2 separate regions of the Gossypium hirsutum genome follow, and region 1 is linked to region 2. A link is a contact called in public Hi-C data. All regions are on one chromosome and are shown on one strand. The core of a region is the stretch at or near the end of the contact, and the rest is flanking DNA. Distances in the headings are between cores, read along the strand shown. Region 1 holds the start of LOC121222464 (aminoacyl tRNA synthase complex-interacting multifunctional protein 1). Region 2 holds the start of LOC121222462 (transcription factor RF2b).

Region 1 (4,435 bases), core at 788-3,287, 360 kb after region 2:
AATTTATTTTAAAAATAAATAAAAAAAGCATTTTAAAAATATTTTAAAATAAAAAAAAATATTTATTATATTTGGGCCGGGCTGGGCCCGGGCCAAAAAAGTGGTGCCTGAGGCCCGATCCGTTTTCTAAATGGGCCTCCTTTTTTTACCTAAACTCATATTTCGGACCTATATTTTTAACCGAACCCTTCCATATTTCGGACGGGTCATCAGGCTGGGCTGGGCTGCCCGGCCCATGAGCACCTCTAGAGACCATTGAGGGAGGTGAGGGGATGGAATTGGGCTGCTTTGGTTTGTCCATTTCTCTATCTTGTCCTCAAGTGGAGATATGGGGGGTTGACCAAATTAAGATTGGAATTTATGCAAAACAGAGGGAATCTGCTACTTCTGCAACACTACACATATTTCAATCCATAGAATAATGTTTATTGAGCTGTTGTTTTCATGGGTATGGCTGCTCTCTCCTTACTCTACTTTACAACTCTTATTCTTTGTTATTTATTTTTTATTATTATGATTTAAATATCTAATGAGAAATCCAACCCCCAATTTATTTACATAATACTATATTATAGTATATTCACGTAGATAAAAATAATTATTTAATATATTTGATAAGAATTAACATAAAAATCAAATATTATTTCAATAAAAATAGTAAAATCGAGAGAATTAAGATGTGATGTTTTCAGTCTAAATCCCATCATAAACATATATATTTTTCTGGATTTTATATAAAAAGATAAGTATGTTTATGTAGGAAGTAGGTTGTCCCTAGTAGCACATAAAGCCAGGTAGTAAAACGACACACCTCTCTTGCGTGTTTTGTTTTATACTTTCTTTTGTTGTTGATTTTTATTTTAGGGTGAATTAATCTAAAATATAATTTGTTTATTTATTCTAATTAAAATAATTATTCAAACTAATCACTCTGGTTAAAATTATTTTTTATTGATATGGCACATTAACCCATTAAATAACATGTTACATTCTTTTTTGTTGACTTTGTTATAATTAGACCAAAAACATATTTTTATTTTTTGGTTTACTTGTAAGATGAAGATTAAGTTGGTTTCTGGGTTGTGTCTTGCAACTTATTTCCTTCCATGCCGTTGCTGCTACTGCGTTGTGTGTTAGGTAATTGAGAAGATGAAACTGTTCGGACCACCAGGTGAGTGTTATGGGAGGAAGAAAAGATTTGTTTCTTTATCTTACTGTTACCATTATCGTCATCTGAAGCTGTGTTGAAGGGCCAACATTTCACCACGTCGATGCCTCTCTACGCAAACAAAGTCAAATGACAAGAACACAAGAAGGGAGAAGAAAAATCTTTCTAGTAACCATAATATGTATTTACCAAAATTTTAAAATTTTACAACTTCTTTTAAAATATGCATTTACCACATTTTTTTAATTTTTAATTTAATAATGACTTAAAAATATTTAATTATTTTTAAACCAGTTTTGAATTTTTGTTAAAATAATAATTGGACTCGTATATTTTATTAATGATAAAAAGTATAACGTGTCAATCAAACAAGCAAGACGCTTGTCAAAATTATATACTTCTCGTAGTATTGCTAGCATTTTTATTATTTTGTAGCTTTAAAAAATGTGGATATTTAGTAGATTTGTGTTTTTAATTTAAAATTAATGTGAAATGAAAAGAAGTATGATTAATAGTTGTATATTATTTTGGAATGAGATTATACTTTAACTAATACAATCAAATATTTGTTGATGAATATTTAGAAGATTGAACTATGAGATGGTAAAAGTCTTTTTTATCTTAACCAGTGATCGAGGGTTTAATCCTCTTCTTAGATATGAAATAACTTTAAAATTTGTGGTCAGTATTTACTCCTTAATAGGTCGACATAATGCGAAAGATTAACACTATATATATATATATTTTTGTTATTTTCAAATTTATTATAACGCCACTTTTTTAATTATATGACTATTGAAAAAATTAACAATATTACTGATTAGACTGAATTTTAAAATTAAAAAATTAAATTCCAAATTTTTGAAAATTACTCCTCAACTAATCTTAAAGAATGGCCTAGGACTTAGCCGAAACCTTAAAGCAGCCCAACATCTTGACAACATAAATCATCTGTAAACTAGCTAAGGTTACAAAGTGACAAGTATGGAGTGATGTCCAGTCTACCAAGGAACCAGGCTTAGCCCAATCAATATTTGGTCAAGCTTTCCTGAAGTGAAAAAGCTCATCAAACCACAAAAACCCTACGTCTGTTTCTTGGTCTAAAGAACTCTTCAAGGGAGAAAAAGAGAAGAAAACCCAGACATGGCAACCAATGGAACCAGTGATCTCAAAAGGAAGCAAGGAATAGTATCATCTCTTTGCAAGCACTTCTCTTTGGATCCTGTGAGTAAAATTGAAACACCCATCTTTATAATTTACTTCCTTTATCTTGTCTGCATGTCGTTTATTTTATTCTGTTTAGCTAAAATCTCTTTCATTTTTACTTAAGGAAGCGATTTACTTACTTTTATGTAATGGGTTTTACTTCAGTTCAGTTATTATTTCCTTATCAATTAAGTGTAGAAGAAGGGAAACATGCTTAATGTATTTCAATTTGTAATAACCATGCAATTTGCTAAGTTTTGCTTACATTTGCAGTCAATTGAGATGTGCTTTATTTATCTGGTTCCCTAATTATGTGCCAATATTGATGGCTATATAAAATCTTACTTTATTTTGCAGAAGGCTTTTTCAAGTCAAGTCCCTGGAAATGATATTAAGGCCCTGTACATAAACATTTTGAAGTCATCAGGGAAGGAGTCACCGCAAAATAATGATGAGGTAATGTGTAGTTAGCCTTTTTCATGAAAGTATTCATCTTTGTGTAATCTAGCTCCTATGTTAGTGTTAGTGAAGTAGGACCTGAGGTCATTTCTCTTTATAAAAGTATATTGGTAAAATTAAGGTGACTGGCATGAATTGGAAAAATGATCTCTTGCATGTTTCTCCGCTGTGATTTACTCTTTCCTAAAAACGTTCACTAATATGAAAAGTTTGAACTTGACTGTAGGTGATGAAGTGGATAGCTTTTGCAGACAGCTTTCCCAGTGATTCTAAGGCATGCCATGGTGGTTTGAATGAATTAAACACCGACTTGGCTAAAAAATCTGTACTTTTGGGCAATGGATTTACACCCTCAGAAGCTGATGTTATTGTTTTTTCAGTCATACATAGTTCAATGGTATGTATTGCAATATATACTTCTCACTTTGTGTTTCAAAGAGAGGGTATCTTGGTGCGAACTGCTAAATTTATGTTATACTCGAAGAAAATTAACTGCAATTCCTTTGCGAAAAATTGATAGCCTTTACTTGGTATGCTTGTTTGTTGTCAGATTGCCCTTTCAACTCCAGAGAAGGAGAAATTGCCACATGTGATGCGATGGATGGATTATATCCAGGTAGAGACATTTTCTGTTGTTTTGAATTTATAATTTTGTTGGATACCTAATGGATTCTTGTTGCAGCTTTTTTCTGGGTATTATTTGGTTTTCCTGCATTTGGTAGCTTTTGTCTAGTGTGTTATTTTGCGGAGACAAGTAGAAAAAGCTATTTGCGGCTTTATGTAGGAATCTGAAATATAGATTTGTCAGTTGAACACAGCCTGGTAGCGCATGGGACAACCTCTGCTATTCTTGTTCATGGTGTTTTGTCTATCCTGTAGTTTAGCTTCTGTTTTAACATTTCATCAACAAGATTTTGCCTAGCCGCTGAGTATAGTTTGAGGATATGATGCAGATGCCATGTTGACACTCCAGTCTAAGCCTTTGTTTTTATTGTCATGAATTCATGTCATCCATTTATCCCGACTTTTACTGGCCTATTTGTGAATCAAGTTAGGAAGTGGGGATTGAAACTTGATATTTCCTTTTTGGTGTTAGGTTGTATCTGTTGTTTCCATAGCCTCGAAAACTGCTTTTTGCTTTTCTTTAAAAGTTATCACTTATTGTTCTTCATTTACCTTTTAAAAAAGATTATCAGAACACATACCAGGTTTTCTAAGATGATGATTAAGGCCTCAAAGAAGGAATGCACGGTCTTTTTAGAAACTGTAACACCAATGAATGCCATTTTTTAAATCTTTACCTACAAACCTTTTAAAATCACTTTTGCAGAATAGTGAGGATCTTGGTGCACTTTTTGAGAAGATATTGCTGGAGAAGCCTGTTTTTGAGCCTCAGGTAAGTTATCCTTAAATTGTGTGTTTTAGATCTGTGGTCATTGGGGTTCTAATCATGTGATAGGGAGCCGTAAATGGTTTTGATGTGTAAAGGAATAGAAAATTTCACGTCAGTTGAAATTTGATGTTTTCTTTGTTCAATAGAGAGGTCTTGGCTCTTGAGTCTTGACATCTTCACCACCCTAAGAGCCATTCCCCTACCACTCA
Region 2 (4,375 bases), core at 895-3,394:
GGAAGAGAATTTCCATTTCCCAATAAAAGTTGAGTGAAGAGAACAATTTCTCTAACCCAGCCACCTCACCAAATGCTTGTGCATTTAGGGCAATATAAACTTTTTGAATAATATATAAATAACAGACTCGAGTTTAGAGGCTCTCAAACACTAGCAAATATGAGTGAAGAAAGGCTATAACATTCTAAATCTAGAAAAATTCACAATCACGTGACCTTCTCAAATCCATTATTCGCATTCCAAAGTTTGGAATGAACAGCTCATTCGCCCAAAACTCAAACTTATTAGAAACCAACAGCGACCAAATGTGTCCGTCCACTAGTCATTTTGTTGTAATGTCATACTAGTACTGCATGAAATATAGTGACATGCAGGGTATAGATTGACAAAAAAGTTATGAAAACTTTCCATCAAGTTTTAAGAATATGATAAAACTATCAGAAAACTTTTCAAAAACATCATTTAGGAGGAGAAAAAGTGGCAATATCAATTAGTTTACGGTCAGGAATACGGCAATCAGATTAATCACTGCTGGATTTTGTTATGAAACAAATATCCAGTGATACTCAAACAATATTTTTCCTACCCACGACCTAGTATTACAATATTAAATGGTGTAACAGACCATTCGTATGCTGAAATACCTAGACAAGCATAAAATGTTTTTAGCAATTTGAGATAGAGATATATAATTGAAATTCAGGTATAATTTACTAATACAAATATTCTATTCAGCCCTCGATCAGGAAGCATTTATGAAATCTCCTAATCAGGGTACAAAACAAATAACCATATATAGAACACGCCTTACAATTCACATGAATTTTTCATTTAAAAAAAAGAAGAAGCGAATGGTTTTAAGAACTTCCGAAAATAACAAAACTCCATTCTTCAAGGCTCAGAAAAGTAAATTGTTAACAAAAGGATAGTCAACAATGCAACCAAAACGTCCACGAAACCAGAGAAAAAAGCTAAGAAACATGCATGATCCATAAAAGAGTACCTAAAATTAGTTCAAACTCATAATAGACACCAATTATTAGTTACATAGAATTGCATGTTTTTCATGAACCCTAGTAACTCAGTTTCTTTCAAATTCCACCCTCCCCTAAAAAATATATTTCCAAGTTTCAACTTCTTAATTCACTTCCTAAATTGCCCAAGACACTATTTATAACCAAAACAAGAGGAACAGAAAGTCAACTTGATACCATTGAGATTAAGAAAAGAAAGAAAAGAACATTTCAACAAAATAATCATAACACCCACGAAAATTTAAATATATATAACCAACCAACAATAAAGAAAAAGACACAAAATTTTTAAACTAGCACTACAATGTCGTTCATAAATAACTTCCCCTAATAATCTACCGAAAACCAAAACACAAACTTTCCATTAAAAGCTATAAGCTTAAAGTTTCTTCACCAATTGCAAGAGTACCCAAAACCAAATGCTGTAAAAAGAAGCCCGAAATAGTGGAAGAAAAAAGAGAAGTAAATTCCAAACCTTTTGGCTCTCTTAGGGTCAATAGTCCACAATTCAGCAAGCTTATCAGGAGCCATAGCTTTCTTAGCTTCAATGGACTCCATTAGCGAGCACCCATCAACTGAATTACTATACCTATGCCTTCCTTTCCCACCTTCATTAGTCTTCTCCCCCATCCCCGCCGACCCGCCACTGATTTCATCTCCTTTGGGATTATGAGCGGATCCAGCAGTTGAAGAGCCAGTAGCACCCCCTCCTTCTTCGGCTCCCTTAGATGATCCCCCTAGCTTCTCAATATCCATGTAACTGCAAAACAAGTCGTCTTCGGATCCCATTCCTTCGAAAGGGTCGGAAACGAGATCCAAGTCATCCGGGATCCGAAATTGAACTTCAGACTGGGCTCGCCTGTGGTAAGAGCCTCGGAAAGTGGTTGGGTTGGGAAAAGAAGGGGTGGTGGATGATGCATTGGAGGGAATCGGTGGATCCGGGTTCGGCTTCAGACTTGGTGGATCCTGCATTTTGGTGTTTCCTTTTAGATTCAGATCTCAGAAAACTCAGCAGAGAATGAGAGAGAGAGAATGAGCGAGCCAGCCACCTGAGTGTTGAAATTATTTTATCTTTCTTCTTCGCTTCTTTCCTAACAAAATACAACTTCATAAACGACGCCGTTTAAGTAAACACTTGACATAAATTTTTTTTTAAGTATTTGGAAAGTTACCCGTAATTGAATTTACTAATAATTACTTGTAATTGTATACGTGTCACATTTAATTATCTATTTTAATCAATAAATTTTAATTAAATCTATACTTAATTAATTATTTTAGTTGTTTATTCTTTAAAGAGTTCAGAACTGAGAGAATTATTAAATAATTTGCAATGATTACATTCAAGCTTTATTTTTTTTAAAAAAATTAATTAGATTAGGAAATTAAAATTTAATGCCTAAATATTACACTATCTTATAAATTAAAATTAACATATAAATTAAATCTTAATTTTATAAAGAGCCAAAATTAAAATTTGATCATTATTTTATGATATAAAAAAAAGAAAAAAAAGAGAGGAGCGCAAATGGTTAAAAGAAATGGGAAGGCATATGTTAATCTCTATATGCCTCTAAGACTCTTAATGCATTCAAATTATATATAATCACATGATTTTTCAATAAAAAGGTTGATGGTATTAACTATTTGGACTAATTAATAACATTATAAAAATATAGAGACCAAATCGTGTTAGAAATTAAATATCAAATTTTGACATAATAGAAAGACCAAAATTGAAATTTAACCACTTTTCTATAATGTGAGAGAGTGCGTCAAAATATTATTCTAACAAAAAATTTTGTTAATAATTTCGAATTTAAATAAATTTATTTAAACTCAAAATTTTTTTGTTAGAATAATATATATTTTTAAATCCAGTAAAAAATTAATCAAAGTAGTTAAAAATATTAGCTCTTTGGACTAACTAATAACATATAAAATATAGATACTAAATTATGCAAGAATTTAAAGAATGAAAATTAAATCTTAAACTTAGGTAAAAGGGACTAAAATTGGAATATTACCATTTCCCTGATGAAAAAGAGGTGGACACTGAAAGGGTGGACACATGTCGACAGCAAAACCTTTGTTTTATATATAGTTATGTAATTTTACAAAGTAATTATATATTTTTTAAAAAAATCAAAATGCTTTATTGAATTAATTTTTTTAAAATTTTAAAATGTCATTAATTTTATTGTCAATGCCCAAGTGGCCCAGCCCGCCTTAGGCAACCATCTTTTGATCTCATGCCCGTACGAATTCAAGTTGAGATTTTAAAAAAAAATTTAATTTAATTATAAAAATATATAAATATTAACATATAATTATATTTATTTAATATTTTATTTTTTATAATTACAGGTGCATTTATTTGTTTTACAGCTTAAATCTAATTTTATTTTAACCGGGATAATATTTAAATAAAACTCTAACAACAATAATAATTTTAGAATTCAAACTCAATTCAACTCCTTAAAGAAAATTGAAGCCTAACCCGTAATTCCCTCTAAAAACTACCAGCATTCTCCCTAAATAAATAAATTTATTTTCATTTTGAATGATAAAAAGGTAAATATTCATTTTGGTACCTTAACTTGATTTCAAGTTTTAAATTGGTAAGTTTTTTTTTCTAATTAAGGCTTTAAAGTTCAGATGGGTGCCTAAATATTATTTTGGTCCAAATAGGTACCTAAACTTGGTTTTTTAGTTCAAATCAGTGCTTGAATTTGACTTTATGGTCTAAATTAGTACTTAGTTATTTGAATCAATTTGAACTATGAACCCAAGTTTAGGTACTAATTTGATCCAAAAATTCAAGTTCATGTACCTAATTGGACCAGAAATGTTTAGGTATCAAGTTGAACCTTGAAATCAAGTTTTAGGGGTGAGTAAAACTCGATTCGACTCGAAAAAATTGAAGAAAATTTTGAATTTCGAGTTCAATGAATCGAGTTAACTCAATTTTTTTTTCGAATTTCGAGTTCGAATCGAGTTTTTCGAATTCGAATAAACTGAATAGCAAACTATAATATTTTACATTTTTACCCTAAATTTTTCATTTGATTTGATCGAACGCTCACTCCTACCAAGTTTAGGTGCTTAATTGGACACAAAAAATTTAAACTTTGAAGTGAAATTCAGGTACCAAAATGTATAATTATTTGTTGTCACAAGAAGTTGACGTGAAGTTTTTATGAAATGTATTTAGCCATTTATATAAAAAAAATAGTTTTTTTACACAGATAATTAGATGGCATATGAAGGAGTTAGCTTAACGGATTACAATAAACAACACATTATTTGAATTTTTTCCTTTTTTGAAAATGTATATATAT

The links. Hi-C and Micro-C count contacts between places; a contact is called where the count stands out from the background.
Region 1: a contact with region 2 is called in a Hi-C map of leaf, with 3 times the contacts expected there. The contact joins the promoter of LOC121222464 here to the promoter of LOC121222462 in region 2. A contact is called at or near these places in 3 of 34 Hi-C or Micro-C datasets (hypocotyl and leaf).

The regions. Positions count from the first base shown.
Region 1 is chrD10:54,986,262-54,990,696 of Gossypium_hirsutum_v2.1, forward strand. LOC121222464 (aminoacyl tRNA synthase complex-interacting multifunctional protein 1) reads left to right here and starts at 2,038. Exons shown (of 12, transcript XM_041103306.1): 1 at 2,038-2,392; 2 at 2,735-2,830; 3 at 3,060-3,230; 4 at 3,384-3,449; 5 at 4,164-4,229. The coding sequence starts at 2,312.
Region 2 is chrD10:54,627,102-54,631,476 of Gossypium_hirsutum_v2.1, forward strand. It overlaps LOC121222462 (transcription factor RF2b), which reads right to left and starts at 2,145. Exons shown (of 4, transcript XM_041103292.1): 1 at 1,510-2,145. The coding sequence starts at 2,006.